2 separate regions of the Callithrix jacchus genome follow, and region 1 is linked to region 2. A link is a contact called in public Hi-C data. All regions are on one chromosome and are shown on one strand. The core of a region is the stretch at or near the end of the contact, and the rest is flanking DNA. Distances in the headings are between cores, read along the strand shown.

Evidence for each region. A called contact is a pair of places that touch in the nucleus more often than the background predicts.
Region 1: a Hi-C map of induced pluripotent stem cells shows a contact between it and region 2, with 4 times the contacts expected there. The contact joins the enhancer-like site here to the promoter of CTSO in region 2. A contact is called at or near these places in 3 of 3 Hi-C or Micro-C datasets (induced pluripotent stem cells and skeletal muscle).

Annotation. Positions count from the first base shown.
Region 1 is chr3:40,679,721-40,686,537 of calJac240_pri, forward strand. No RefSeq gene overlaps it. Among named protein-coding and RNA genes, the nearest start is that of ASIC5, 59 kb to the left of the region's middle. Within about 2 kb of position 1,296, at least 2 of the 16 cell types and tissues checked have an H3K27ac peak or open chromatin away from gene starts, as enhancers often do.
Region 2 is chr3:40,536,032-40,542,423 of calJac240_pri, forward strand. CTSO (cathepsin O) reads left to right here and starts at 1,749. Exons shown (of 8, transcript XM_008992551.4): 1 at 1,749-1,929. The coding sequence starts at 1,804.

The DNA.
Region 1 (6,817 bases), core at 46-2,545, 140 kb after region 2:
TTTTGTTGTGGCGTAAGAAGAGTAATCACAGCAAATGTCACAGATACTGGGGAAAGAGTGTTCTAAATAAGAATAGATTCCAGATAAGTGTTGGTGAATGAGTTGTGTTTTAACTATTTTTCTATGAATAGTGATCCTCAGAGGTTTATGAACTTTTTTTTATAATGAACAGACAAAAGAACAAATATTTGAAATAATTCAGAAAGCAAATAAATGTATGTAGTGAGCAAGAAATAAATGGCCAGCTTTAGAAAAGATGCCTAATGTAAGGACTATTGAATCTACTTTGTTGCTTATCTTACTAAGTCATCCATTACTAACATTCTGAAAGCCTAGTAGAGCTTCACTGTTCATCTGAAGAAAGAGTGAATGTTGACATGTAAGACATTACCTTTAGATTTTAAGTGATAGGAAGTTTCCTTAAGTCTCAAGATTTAGCAAGAATTAAAAGGGTCTCAATGGAATGCCTATTTCCAAAATCAGAGTAAAGGAGAGGAAATGGGAGGAACAGAAGTCAGATGAGAAGAGATTTGCATCTAAAATTTTCATTAGAATCAACTGAGATAAATTTTACCCGAGTTGGAAGTAGGAGTAAAGGACAAGTAAGAGAAAACATTAAACACTGCTAAAGTTGCACAACAATTTTCAAAACTGGTTCAGTAATGACTCCTATAATAGTGTCCAGCAACTTTTATGCAAATCTATTATTTCATCAGAGTTATACATCTGCACTAATTAAATACCTGCAGAAAGAAGACTGTAAGTAAATTTTAAAAATAACTCAAATGATTCAAATGTCAATTTTAAATGACATTTATAAATTCATAGGCTAACAAACCACAGCATACAATTCGGTTATACATGTTTCTGTTAGTTACCACTAAGATGTCTTGAATAAAGTCATATGTTTTTCTAAATCGCTGGCAGAGTTTCTGCCTTTATTAATGTAGAAAAAACCGAGTCCTTGTCACAAGACCAGGAAAAGTTAGATACGCAGACACTTTGAAGGATGAAGGGAGAATGAAATTAATTGGGCTAAAAGGAAAAAAGACTCTCAGCAAAGCGAGAGGGTTTCCAGTTAGCAGACCCTCATCTCACAGACTGAATCCAGGACACTACCCAGGAACCAGAGAAGCCAGGCTCCTCCCCTCTGCAAAAGGCGCTGAAACGTCCCGCCGCTCCAGCCGATCTTCCCAGTGTGCAGGTGGGTATTATTCAAAAAGAATCAGTCGTAAATGCGCAGGCCAGCAGTCCGCTTTTTCAGCCTTTAGGCTGTTTTAGGCTTGAAGGCGGAGGTTTCGCTGGGGCATCCTTGGCTGTCTCCTCTCTCTGTCATTAACAACAAGTCAAAGCCACCTTCAGGTTATGTCCTTATCCTGCTATGCACTTTATTCAAAGGGTAATTGCTTACAACAGAAAGGTACTATATCCTTGTTTCTTTCTACTTGGGAAACAAGCCCTCACATTAAAAATTTTTTTACAAAGAAGAAAGAAAATAAAACGAAAGGCAATACATGATTTATTTTCAGACTGTTTATTGTAAAAAATAGTTTAGAGAAAAGAGAAATAATTACCAAAGATTTTGAGTCTCTCAACACAGTTGAATCCTGTAGACTGGATCGTTAGAACTTGGATAAATAAAGAGAAGGAAGCTTGAAAGCAAATGCTGGCAGCAGCAGGTTTGTATTTGCATAGTTTGTTTGCAAAACAGCAAGAAGATTAGCTTAGAAGAATTGGAAGGGGAATTAAATTGAGTAATCAGAGGTCCTTTCGGATCAAAAGAGAATGAACAGATTATAGGAATTTTTGAATTCTTATCCAAGACCTTCACCCTACCACAAATTAAGAAAGAGTTACAGCAGTTTCTTGCATGAGGTGGTCAGAAAGGTGCTTCTGTTCCATATAGCCTTGGCTAGAGTCACACATTCAAATATATTTAGCTGGCACCTGTCCAAGAAGACTTTAGCCATTCTTGCAGGAATTCTCACATAAAAACATGAAGAGACATGTATGTCACAACATTGGGAGCTGGGCACATTCTGGGGTCCATTAGTAAGAAATATTATTTTGTAGACTTTTACATTGGTGATGCCCAATGAACCATACCTCCCAGTATTCATACCCTTCAGTAGTTCTCTTACACATTGTGCTTGGCATTGTGATTGGTTTTGACCAAGTGGGTCAAATGTAATGTAGGGGCTCATTAAGAGCTTGCATTTAAGGACTTGTCCCTTTGAAATACTTGGATCCAGCTGCCATGTTTAGGTCACATACAGTTAAAAAGGTCATATGGGGGAGTATTGAGATATTTAACAAATGGCTGAAGTCTTCTTGGACAGTTGCCAGCTAAATATAGCTGAATGAGTGACTCTAGCCAAGGCTATATAGAACAGAAGCAGCGCCCAGATGAATATGTTATTTTAAACTACAACATTTAGATTAAAATAACATAGAGATATAAAAATGTATAGCAAACAAGGGAAAGATAGCAGAAAAAAAAGAGAGAGAGAATAAAAAGAGAGGGAGGAAGAAAACCAAGTAGCTACCCCTACTTTGGAAATCATGTGATTGTTGTCTTGTGCTTGATTCTCTTAAAGTGTCTGTAAGCACGCACTATTAACATGACTTGGAGAAGGGAAAGACAACTGTCTTTCCCTGCACAAATATCTCTAATATACAGAATATATTGGTGCAAATAGTTGTTTAGTTCTAGGTACCTATTGGTTGCACCTAGACAGTTGTATGATGCATGGTCTTATAGGTATGATACAGACGAGTGTAGAAAAAAATCAAGCTTAGTGACCCGGGCATGCTGGGGACAAAGAACTACCTGCACAAATATCTCTAATATACAGAATATATGACTCTATTTGGTCAAAGGTGGTCAAAAAGTCTACAAGACAAGAAGAAAAATCCCCCCTGGACACCAATTCATTAGTAAATGCTTAGCCATAATAAACATTACAAAAGAAATGGAACTAAAAGAACAAAAAATACTGAGTACATTAACAGAATACTTATATCTCTATTACAAGTGTATTTTAAAGTGTTTATAAAAACAAACATCACACCACCAGACACCAAAAAATACAAATATGCCAAAAATATATATACTACACGTATACAATATTGTACACACAATGTACTACCTATGATAATTTTTCCATATAATTCAAAATATATGTTGATATAGCACTAATTTATTCAACAATCTTTATGTTAAATTTGTTTTCATTTTTTAATATTGCAAATCATACTGCAATGAACACTCTTAATCACAAAATGTTTTGCCCATTTTATATTATTTTCAGAGAATACATTTCAAGGATATCTTGATAATGTTTAATGTGTTTTTCATGTATTTCCGCATTACCCTTCACACAGTTAAAGACAAATTAGTAGTTTAGGAGTATGTCCATTTTCCTGTGTTGTCAACTTGTTAACTGTAAATACAGCTTTTGGTTTTTTGAGAGTCTCTGTCACCTAGGCTGGAGTGCAGGGGTGTGATCATAGCTCACTGCAGCCTTGAACCTGTTGACTCAAGCAATCCTCCTGCCTCAGCCTTGTAAACTGCTGGGATTACAGGCATGAGCCATCACATCTGGCCAGTTCTTAGTATTTTCATATTCTTTAAAAATAATTTATATAAGCAAGCATATCATTGTAGCATTGCTTATAGTAATGAAAAATTAGAATTAATCCAAATATCCAACAAAAGAAGCATTATTAAAAAGTTGTGGATAAGCCATATGATGAAATAATTCATAGTCATCAAAAACCATTACCAGGAGACAGGGAGCAGACAACTGCAAAAGGCATAAAAAAGTTTTATGGCTGAGAATAGCAATGCATGTAGAGTATTTCAAATATCTGCATTGGATTGAGGGACAACTGTGAATTGCCAGTTTCTCTGGGACATACATTTTCTTTCTTAAAACTAAGCTAGCAGGTACTAAAAGGCTTGGATGCTCCTTGTACACTCTTCTTTTGGTTTCTGGAACACAAGTGACTGGAACCTGTCATGAGCCCAAATATATATATATATATATTTTTTTAGACGCTTCATCTGGCTTGCTCTTTAATGTACTTAATTGTAGGGGGTTTGGTTTATAGGCATGCTGGATAAGGAACATATTCTAAACTCTTGGTATCATCCTCCTGAAAGTCATATTAATAGTCTCCTTGGTGCACTTTATTCTTCAAAGGTTTTAAATGTTTGCATGCATCATCTCTAGAATATCAAATGGTCTTTCTTCAACCAGAATGACCATGAGAACACCATAACCTATGAATGACATGCTGAGAGTCGAGCCCAAATATTGGCAGGTTTTCCCTTAGTTGCTTTTCTTTCGAGTAGTTGCAGTACCTACCTCACAGCATTCCAGTGTTTGCTCAGTCATCACCTTCATCCTTCATCGAGGCCAGCCCCAGCTCCCAATTTCCAAATTGCAATTAGCCTCGCCCCATTCCTGCACTCCTGATCTCCCTTCCTCTATTCTTAATTTCTTCTACATAGAATGCATCATCCTCTATCACTTAATTTACTTTTATGTTATTAGATTGGTGCAAATTACTTTTAATGGCAAGAAACCAATTGCTTTACCACCAACCTTATAAATTTATGGTGTATTTTCTGTCTCTCTCTGCTAGAAAGTAAGCCCTCTGAAGGCAAGGAGCATTTTTTATTTTCCATCAATCTGACTCATGCTGTCAGCTCAGAGTCTGGCACACTGTGGGAGCTCAATTAATATGTGCTGAATGACCACGTATGTCTTGCTTTTGTGTATTAGGGCTGTACCACCCAGGCAACTAAAACTCGCAAGAAAAATGGGCTCTGTCTCCCTAGCCAATCCATCCTCAGCTTCTGAGTGTCGATGTCTGGCTGTGCTAAAATGGTTGAGAAAATCATGGTCCACCTACAGGATGAAATTTTATGTGAACATTATACATTTACTCTATGAAAATTCTTAATACATGGAAAAATGCTGAACTATGATATTGAGTGAAAAAGAGGAGGACTCAATATTGTGTGATCTTTTACACAAAAATATAAACAGGGGAAAAAACTGTAACTACAAGCATGCTACAAGCATGGGGTTATTCCCTGAGAATACTTTGAGAAAAAGAAACTTTTCTATTATACCAAGGATGGTGTAACAAAGAACTGTTTTTAAGTACACAAACCACTTTTTATGGTAAAGGGAATCTCACAAAGATATAGAATAGTTTAGTTCTAGGTACCTATTGGTTAATTTCACTCCATCTTAGATCCATTACTCCAACTCTCCAAATTTTCTCTTTCCCTCGCCACAAGTACTAATCTGTCCATAATTACTTTTATTGAAATCATTCTGTAAGGAAAAGTTGAACTTTCTCCCTCATTTATTTATCATTTCAGTCATTTGCTTACATAAGTATGAGTTCAGGAAATTTTCTTAATAATATGGGTTATAATCCAATATGGTCATTATTTAATTTTACTGCTGAAGTCAGATTTAGATGAATCACCAAGTGAATCAGGTCCTTTCTTCTCTTGCAATCTGATATAGCAGAATGGATGAGGATTTTATATTTTGGTGACATTTGATATTTGTTTTCAGTAGAACTTGGCAGCATAAATAACTTACACTTGGGAAAATGATGCTTTTCGATTATGGAAACAGTATTATTCAATGATGTCAGTGATGGTAAAATATTGATACAATAGCAAAGACCTGGAATCAACCCAAATGCCCATTGATAATAGACTGGATTGGAAAAATGTGGCACATATACCCCATGGAATATTATGCAGCAATCAGAAATGATGAGTTTGTGTCATTTGTAGGGACATGGATGAATCTGGAGAACATCATCCTCAGCAAACTGACACAAGAACAGAAAATGAAACACCACATATTCTCACTCATAGGTGGGTGATGAAAAATGAGAACACATGGACACAGAAAGGGGAGTACTAAACACTGGGGTCTATTGGGGGGAAAAGGGGAGGGCCAGTGGGAGGGGGAGGAGGGGAGGTATAGCCTGGGGAGAAATGCCAAATGTGGGTGAAGGGGAGAAGAAAAGCAAAGCACACTGCCATGTGTGTACCTACGCAACTGTCTTGCATGCTCTGCTCATGTACCCCAAAACCTAAAATCCAATAAAAATTAAAAAATAAAAAAAATAAAAAAAAAATAAATATTGATACTTTTTTGTTGTTATTCAGCTTAATTCATGCTTTAGTTTTAAAAGGAGCAAAACTTTCTAAATGATTTTAAATAATGTAATGATATTTTAATGATTAACATAATATATTGATAGTAATTTTAAATCAATTAAATCTAGTCATTAAAATGTGGATAAACATACAATCTCATATAAATACTGTGTAATTCCTAAAAGACTACGTGAAAACCAGGGGGCAAGATACTTTTCCTTTTCTCTTAGAGCGGTTGTTGCTTATGGCAAACATATGCAAATCACATTCTCTTTAATGGCACCATTTAGAAGAAAGTGCATACATTGTGTTTGAATTCTGAGATGTCTTGAAATATATCAACAATGTCTTATTATTTGATAGTAAGGATAATTGCTAACAATTTAAAAATGATTCCCTCAACTTCGTAATAAATTGTGATATGTTCTAGACATCAATAATGCAAGAAAACTGATGGTACCTCTAGGTAGACCAAGAGGGATTTAGAGGTAATGGAACTCGGTGAAAAGTGAAGATAGAAAAGACTCCTTGCGGCCAGGCGCGGTGACTCACGTCTATAATCCCAGCACTTTGGGAGGCCGAGGCAGGTCTATCACGAGGTCAAGAGATCGAGACCAT
Region 2 (6,392 bases), core at 499-2,998:
GCAGGTACTCAATAAATACTTGATGCGAGTTCATGAACTGAGTTTAATTCGAGTGGCATTCTTACAATACCAATTTTCCTAGAGTAAGGATGACTGCCTATATTTAAGTTTCTTGACTCAGTAGGTTGTCAATAAATAGGAACTATGATCCAAAATCAAACCTCAGTTTAAAAAAAGAAGTATGTGCTTGTATGAGTTACAAGAAAGGGCTAAGTGCAAAAGAACTGCTGAGGTTAACATGAACATTGTTCTGTAAACCTATGATTTAAATAAAATCTGTATCACCATACTTTTCAAGAGCAATATATCTCATCATGGATGTACCTAAAAAAACTCTGATGTCCTCAGCGCGCAGTGGCTCACGCCTGTAATCCCAGCACTTTGGGAGGCCAAGGGGGGCAGATCACCAGGTCAAGAGATGGAGACCATCCTGGCCAACATGGTGAAATCCGGTCTCTACTAAAAATACAAAAAAAAAAAAAAAAAAAAATTAGCCTGGCATGGTGGTGGGTGCCTGTAGTCCCAGCTACGCGGGAGGCTGAGGCAGGAGAATTGCTTGAAACCGGAAAATGGAAGTTGCAGTGAGCCGTGATAAGGCCACTGCACTCCAGCCTGGCAAAAGAGCCAGACTCTGTCAAACAAACAAAACAAAGAAACCTCTGATGTCTTTCCTCTTAATAACCAGAACATTCTTTTTATTTTATTACCAATTTTGCATCAGAGAATATTGTACCTCACTGCATCTAGGTTAAAAACTAAAGACATAAATCTGATAAATCTAAAAATCTAGGAGGGTAGTGATAGGAATTTCAGAGACATGGAAGCCTTGTTCACAATAGATTATAATAGAAAGGCTCAGTAGAGCCAGCTTCATGAGTGTGTGACCTGTGCAGAAGTGGGTGCTTAGAAGGCCCATAGCTTGGGTTAATGCTCTGCTGTTGCCGTCTTGAAATTCTTAACAATTTATGAACACAGGAACTTCATTTTCAGTTTACATGGGGCCCTGCAAATCATGTAGCTGGCTCTATCTTCCTTTGCAAATGGAGAAACAGGCTTCAAGAATTTTGAAACTGCCGTAATAGATCCAAAAATTGTCTATGCTTTTCACAACTGTACAATTTTGTTACGTATTTATAAACATCTGCTGAATGTATGCCTCTATGTATTGGCCCACATCATTTCAGAAGCAGGTCTTGAACTTAGGGAGCGTGGGGAGAAGGAACATGGCAGGTTTCGGAGGCTCACAAGGCAGGCCAGGTGGCTTACACCTGTAATCCCAACACTTTGGGAGGCCAAGGCGGGCAGATCACTTGAGGCCAGGATTTCAAGACTGGCCTGGGCAATATGGTAAGATCCCATCTCTACTAAAAATACAAAAATAGCCTGGCGTGATGGCATGTGCCTGTAGTTCCAGCTATTCTAGAGGCTGAGGCAGGATGATCACTTGAACCTGGGAGGTCGAGGCTGCAGTGAGCCCTGATCTCACCACACACAAAAAAAAGAATGCCTCTCAGGGTTCTTTTTTCTAATAGACAGAGAGAGGTGAAACCTCGAAAGCAAGTGCCTGACTCTTCCAAAAACAAGGAAAAAAAATCCAAAACACTAGCCCCAGAGAGAAGTTTCATAGTCTCCAGCTGACCGGATTTTCAGGCACAGAGCACCTGGGACCTAACACAGGGGTCAATCCCCGCATCCTGCACTCCACGCGACAGCTTCTTCCGCCCATCGAGTCCGGGAGGGGAGGAGCCGAGGAACCGAAAGAGAAAACAGGCCGCCCGGGTGGCGGAGGAGCCTGGCGCCGCGATGGAGCTGCGGGCGTTGCCGTGGCTGCTGGGGCTGCTGTGCTGGGGCGGCGGCAACGCGGACTCCCACGCCCCCTTCACCCGGACCTTGCCGCGGAGCCGCCAGCGAGAGGCCGCCGCCTTGCGGGTACCGAGCGCGCGCCTTCCGGGTCTGTCCCGCTCCCCCATTTCCTGTCCCGGGTCTGGGCTGCGGAAGAGGGGCCCGGAGAGCTGCCCCTGCTGGTGGGCACCCCAGATACGTCTGGGGCCCTGAGCTGCGGGTGCAAAAGCCAGCTTCTGTCTCCCCTCTCCTTGTGCCACTGTGTCGCTCCCCCATGCCTTTGCTAACCAAAAGATTAGATTTTCCAGAAAAGATGTGTCGCTATGGATTTGGGGGACGCACCCAAAGACATCAGTAGATACGTCCAAAGTGTTTTTGATGGGAAGAAGGGCCCTTTTTTTAGCAATCCCCTCTATCGTCGCCACTAACTTCCAAAGCTCTTTTTCACATTTATGAGAACCAGGAACAGGGAGCAGCGTGTTGGTGGAGGAAACCTGTCGTTTTTCTTCCCGAGGAGGGCGCCAGTGATCAGAAGTTAGAGACAAAGAGCCTGCCTTTAGCCCGCTTACAGAATCCTGATGGTTAATGATTCTCCTTAAACTAACGCGTCGCCTTAAAAGTTCTTCCTGCCTTGGAGACTGAGTTGGAGAAAAGAGAAACATTTAATTTCCTTTTCATAGCATTATGAAAAAGTCCTTATAATAAATGCTTAGATTTGAGTCTAGCATGAAAGCTCTGTAAGAGACCAGTTTGCTGAGCACAAAACCAAGGAAACGGCAAGGAATGCAGATTTAGTGTTTGCCTCGTTGTGTCCTAGATATCTGATACTGTTTAACACATTTTTTAAATTCATGAAAAATGTCATGATCATGATTTAATTTATTAGAAAAGAAAATTCATTCATTCTGAATCAAACGTGAGTCTGAGTTCAGTAATATTACCCAAGGAAGTGTATCTTTTCCCCTGGTGTTTGTTGGAATTTCTCACAGGATTTTATAGCTATGCTCTTTTCTCTTCCCCTTTCTCTACTGGAAAGCTCCAATGTGTAGGAAGGCCAGCTTTTCCTGATTCTGTCTGCTAACAGCGTTTTGTCCAAACAGAGATGTGTACAGTTATCTCCAGTTTATTATTCTGGAGTTCAGTTCTAGCTTTCAAAACCGAAAGTCCTCTTACACTCTTTGAAGTACAAAATTCTGGCCTGTACTCTACCCCTCGCCTGAACTTAGTTTCATTTTTCTGGTAAACCAAACCCCTTAGGGGAAAAGTCAGTCTCACCTTTATTGGAAACATATTCATTGGCTAAATAAATAAACACAGTCAGGCCCCTAAAAAAAAAAAATCCTATTTCAGGACAAAGCTCAAAGGGCCAGACTTATAAATATATTTTTAACGTTTATTTAGATAATTTATAAATATGTATGTGTATATATATACAATTTATATAGTGACTCATATTGGTCCTGTGAAGAGGCCATATCCAGAAGATGAATATCTAGAAAATATAACTTTTCTCAGGAGAAATACAAAGATCCAGGTTGAACAGTGGAAGATTGGAAGTGGAGGAGGATAGAATTATGAAGACTGTTAGTACATTTCAAAAACCTTGGGTTAAGAAAGACCTAAAAAGTTGTGAAAGCAATTGCTGCCAGTAGGAGTTTTCTTCATGAGGTGGATACCCACAAAGGTTTGAGGCTTCAAAGCACAGTTGCTGGAAACTGAACACCTCTTGGTGCTTAGCTGGACGTTATCCAAGAATGCTTTAAAACCGATTTTCTACCTTAGTGGTCCCCAATATTTTTGGCACCAGGGACCCCTTTCATGGAAGATGATTTTTCCATGGGCAATTGGGTGCGGGAGGAGTGGGGAGATGGATGGGTTTGGAATGGACTCTTCCACCTCAGATCATTAGACAATAGTTAGATTAGTTAGCTGGAGATTGCAGTTTGTACTAGGGATAAGAGCTGGACACAGGGAAGGGTGGAAAGGGCCTTGGCTCCTTGATAACCATGAAACTTCTTGTTGAAATCAAGTGAATTCATTGGTGAATTGATGATTCAGGGGTTTACAGCTAAATATCCAGTTAAGTTCCTGATTAATTAGTAATGTCTTTCATGGTCATGGGTTTAGATAATGGCGAAGGTTTTTCAAATTTGTTTTAATCTTAGCCTTAGATAGTTTTGTATGCTCCCCCGGAATGTACCTTAAATGAAAGTTAGGATAGCCCTATGACTTTCCCACAAACTATTATATTATTGTTCAGTGAAAACTAGACTCCTCTATGGTTTATTATGGGATGTCTCACAAGATATCTGACGGGATGGCTTATGTCTGCTCCTTCACTCCTTTGGAAACTTCCAGTGCTCAGGAAGCTCTTAACTATTGAATTCAGCCTACTCTCCTTTGTGCCAAAACCTAGATATGGCTTCTTCTTTACTGATGCTCATTATTTTACCACAGAACATTTGGTATTCTTATCCTTTTGGGCATGGACCAATATTGGATCCAATAAAAGTTGTTTGATACCGTCACTTTAGAATAATACCTATGCCAAAGCACATGTGATTTATTGATTTATTTTTTTTTCGGAGGCTCGTTTTGTCACTAGGCTGGAGTGCAGTGGCGCAATCTTGGCTCACTGCAACCTCCACCTCCCGGGTTCAAGCGATGTTCCTGCCTCACCCTCCCAAGGAGCTGGGACTACAGATATGCACCACCACACCCAGCTAATTTTTGTACTTTTAGTAGAGATGGGATTTCACCATGTTGGCCAGGAAGGTCTCGATCTCTTGACCTTGTGATCCTCCCATCTGGGCCTCCCAAAGTGCTGGGATTACAGGCATGAGCCACCGTACTCGGCCGCACATGTGATTTTACATAAAATTTCAGAAGCTTTACCTTAAGAGCAGTTGCCATAATAACACAGGTTATATTATTATAAGATTATTTATGTATTTAGAAATATTTATTTATGTACAAATAAATAACTATAGTATTTTTATAACAAATGATCCTAACTAATGGGCCACTTATGTATACTTGCCATAATCAGCCCCTTGAAATCTGGAATTAGGTCCTCCAAATAGACTTTCTCCAAGAAAGCTTTAAAACCCCCTCCTCTTCCCCTTTTCCTTCTCGTCCCTTCCCCTTTTCTTTCCTTCCTTCCTTCCTTCCTTCCTTCCTTCCTTCCTTCCTTCCTTCCTTCCTTCCTTCCTTCTTGCTTGCTTGCTTCTTGACAGAGTCTCCCTCTATCGCCCAGGCTGGAGTGCAGTGGCGCAGTATCAACTCACTGCAACCTCTGCCTCCCGGGTTCAAGCAATTCTCCTGCCTCAGCCTCCTGAGAAGCTGGGACTACAGGCGTGCACCACCTCACCCTGCTAAGTTTTGTATTTTTAGTAGAGTCAGTTTCACCATGTTGGCCAGGATGGTCTCAGTCTCATGATCTGCCTGCTTCGGCCTCCCAAAGTGCTGGGATTTCAGGCATGAGCCACCACACTCAGCCTAAAACCTATTTTAAACCTCAGTGGTCCCCAGACTTTTTTGTACCTGGGATTGGTTTCATGGAAGACAATTTTTCCACAGACTGAGATGTGGGGTGGGGTAGGGAGGATGCAGATGATTTCAGGATGAAGCTGTTCCATCCCAGATCATCAAGCATTAGATTCACATAAGGACTGTGCAACCTAGAACCCTCTCATGCACAGTTCACAGTAGGGTGTGTGCTCCTATGATAATCTAATGCTGCTACTGATCTGATAGCAGGTGGTGCTCAGGTGATAATGCTCGCTTACGGCCCCTCACCACTTGCTCTGCAGCCTGGTCCTTAACAGGCCACAGACCAGTACTGGTCCATAGCCCAGTGGTTTGGTACACCTCTTCTACCTTGTATAAAAATAAAGACATGAATTTGATGTTAGATAATGTCATTCAGCAGACTTTTTCTGTTGATTCTGACTTAAAGCATGCATTGACTAAATGGAAATATAAACTTAAAATCATAGATCATAATTTATTCAGTCATTCATTCATTCATCTTCCCATACATTCATACAATACTTTATTTAATTTCTACTGTGTCTAAGGAACTGGTCTGGGTTTTCTGAGGGATACAGTGGAGAATAAGAAAAGTGCTGTGCTCTAAGACATTTACTCAAAAAATGAATATTCTTATGTTTAAAGATTGTATTATTATCCATTTTCCTGTAAACAAAAAGAAGAATGTAAAGACTTACACACTAGAGAAACAGATTCTCCCAAGTAGACATTCACAAAGGAATGTATTTTTAATTTAATCTTTTTGTGTACATGCTCACACACATACTCCACATTTCTTATCATACATAGTAAACATTTATCTGCATTATGTTTACACAGATTTCAGTACACTGTATATAAAATATTTTGTCTAAGAAACTTTTCAAAAGTAGGAATTTATAAAAGTGTATCCTATAAAAAGCTGTTACTGTTCTAATCCAGGGCTTCTTAACAGTGGCACTGTTGATGTTTGAGAATGGATAGTGATTTGTTTGTGAGGGGGCCTTCCTCTTCATTGA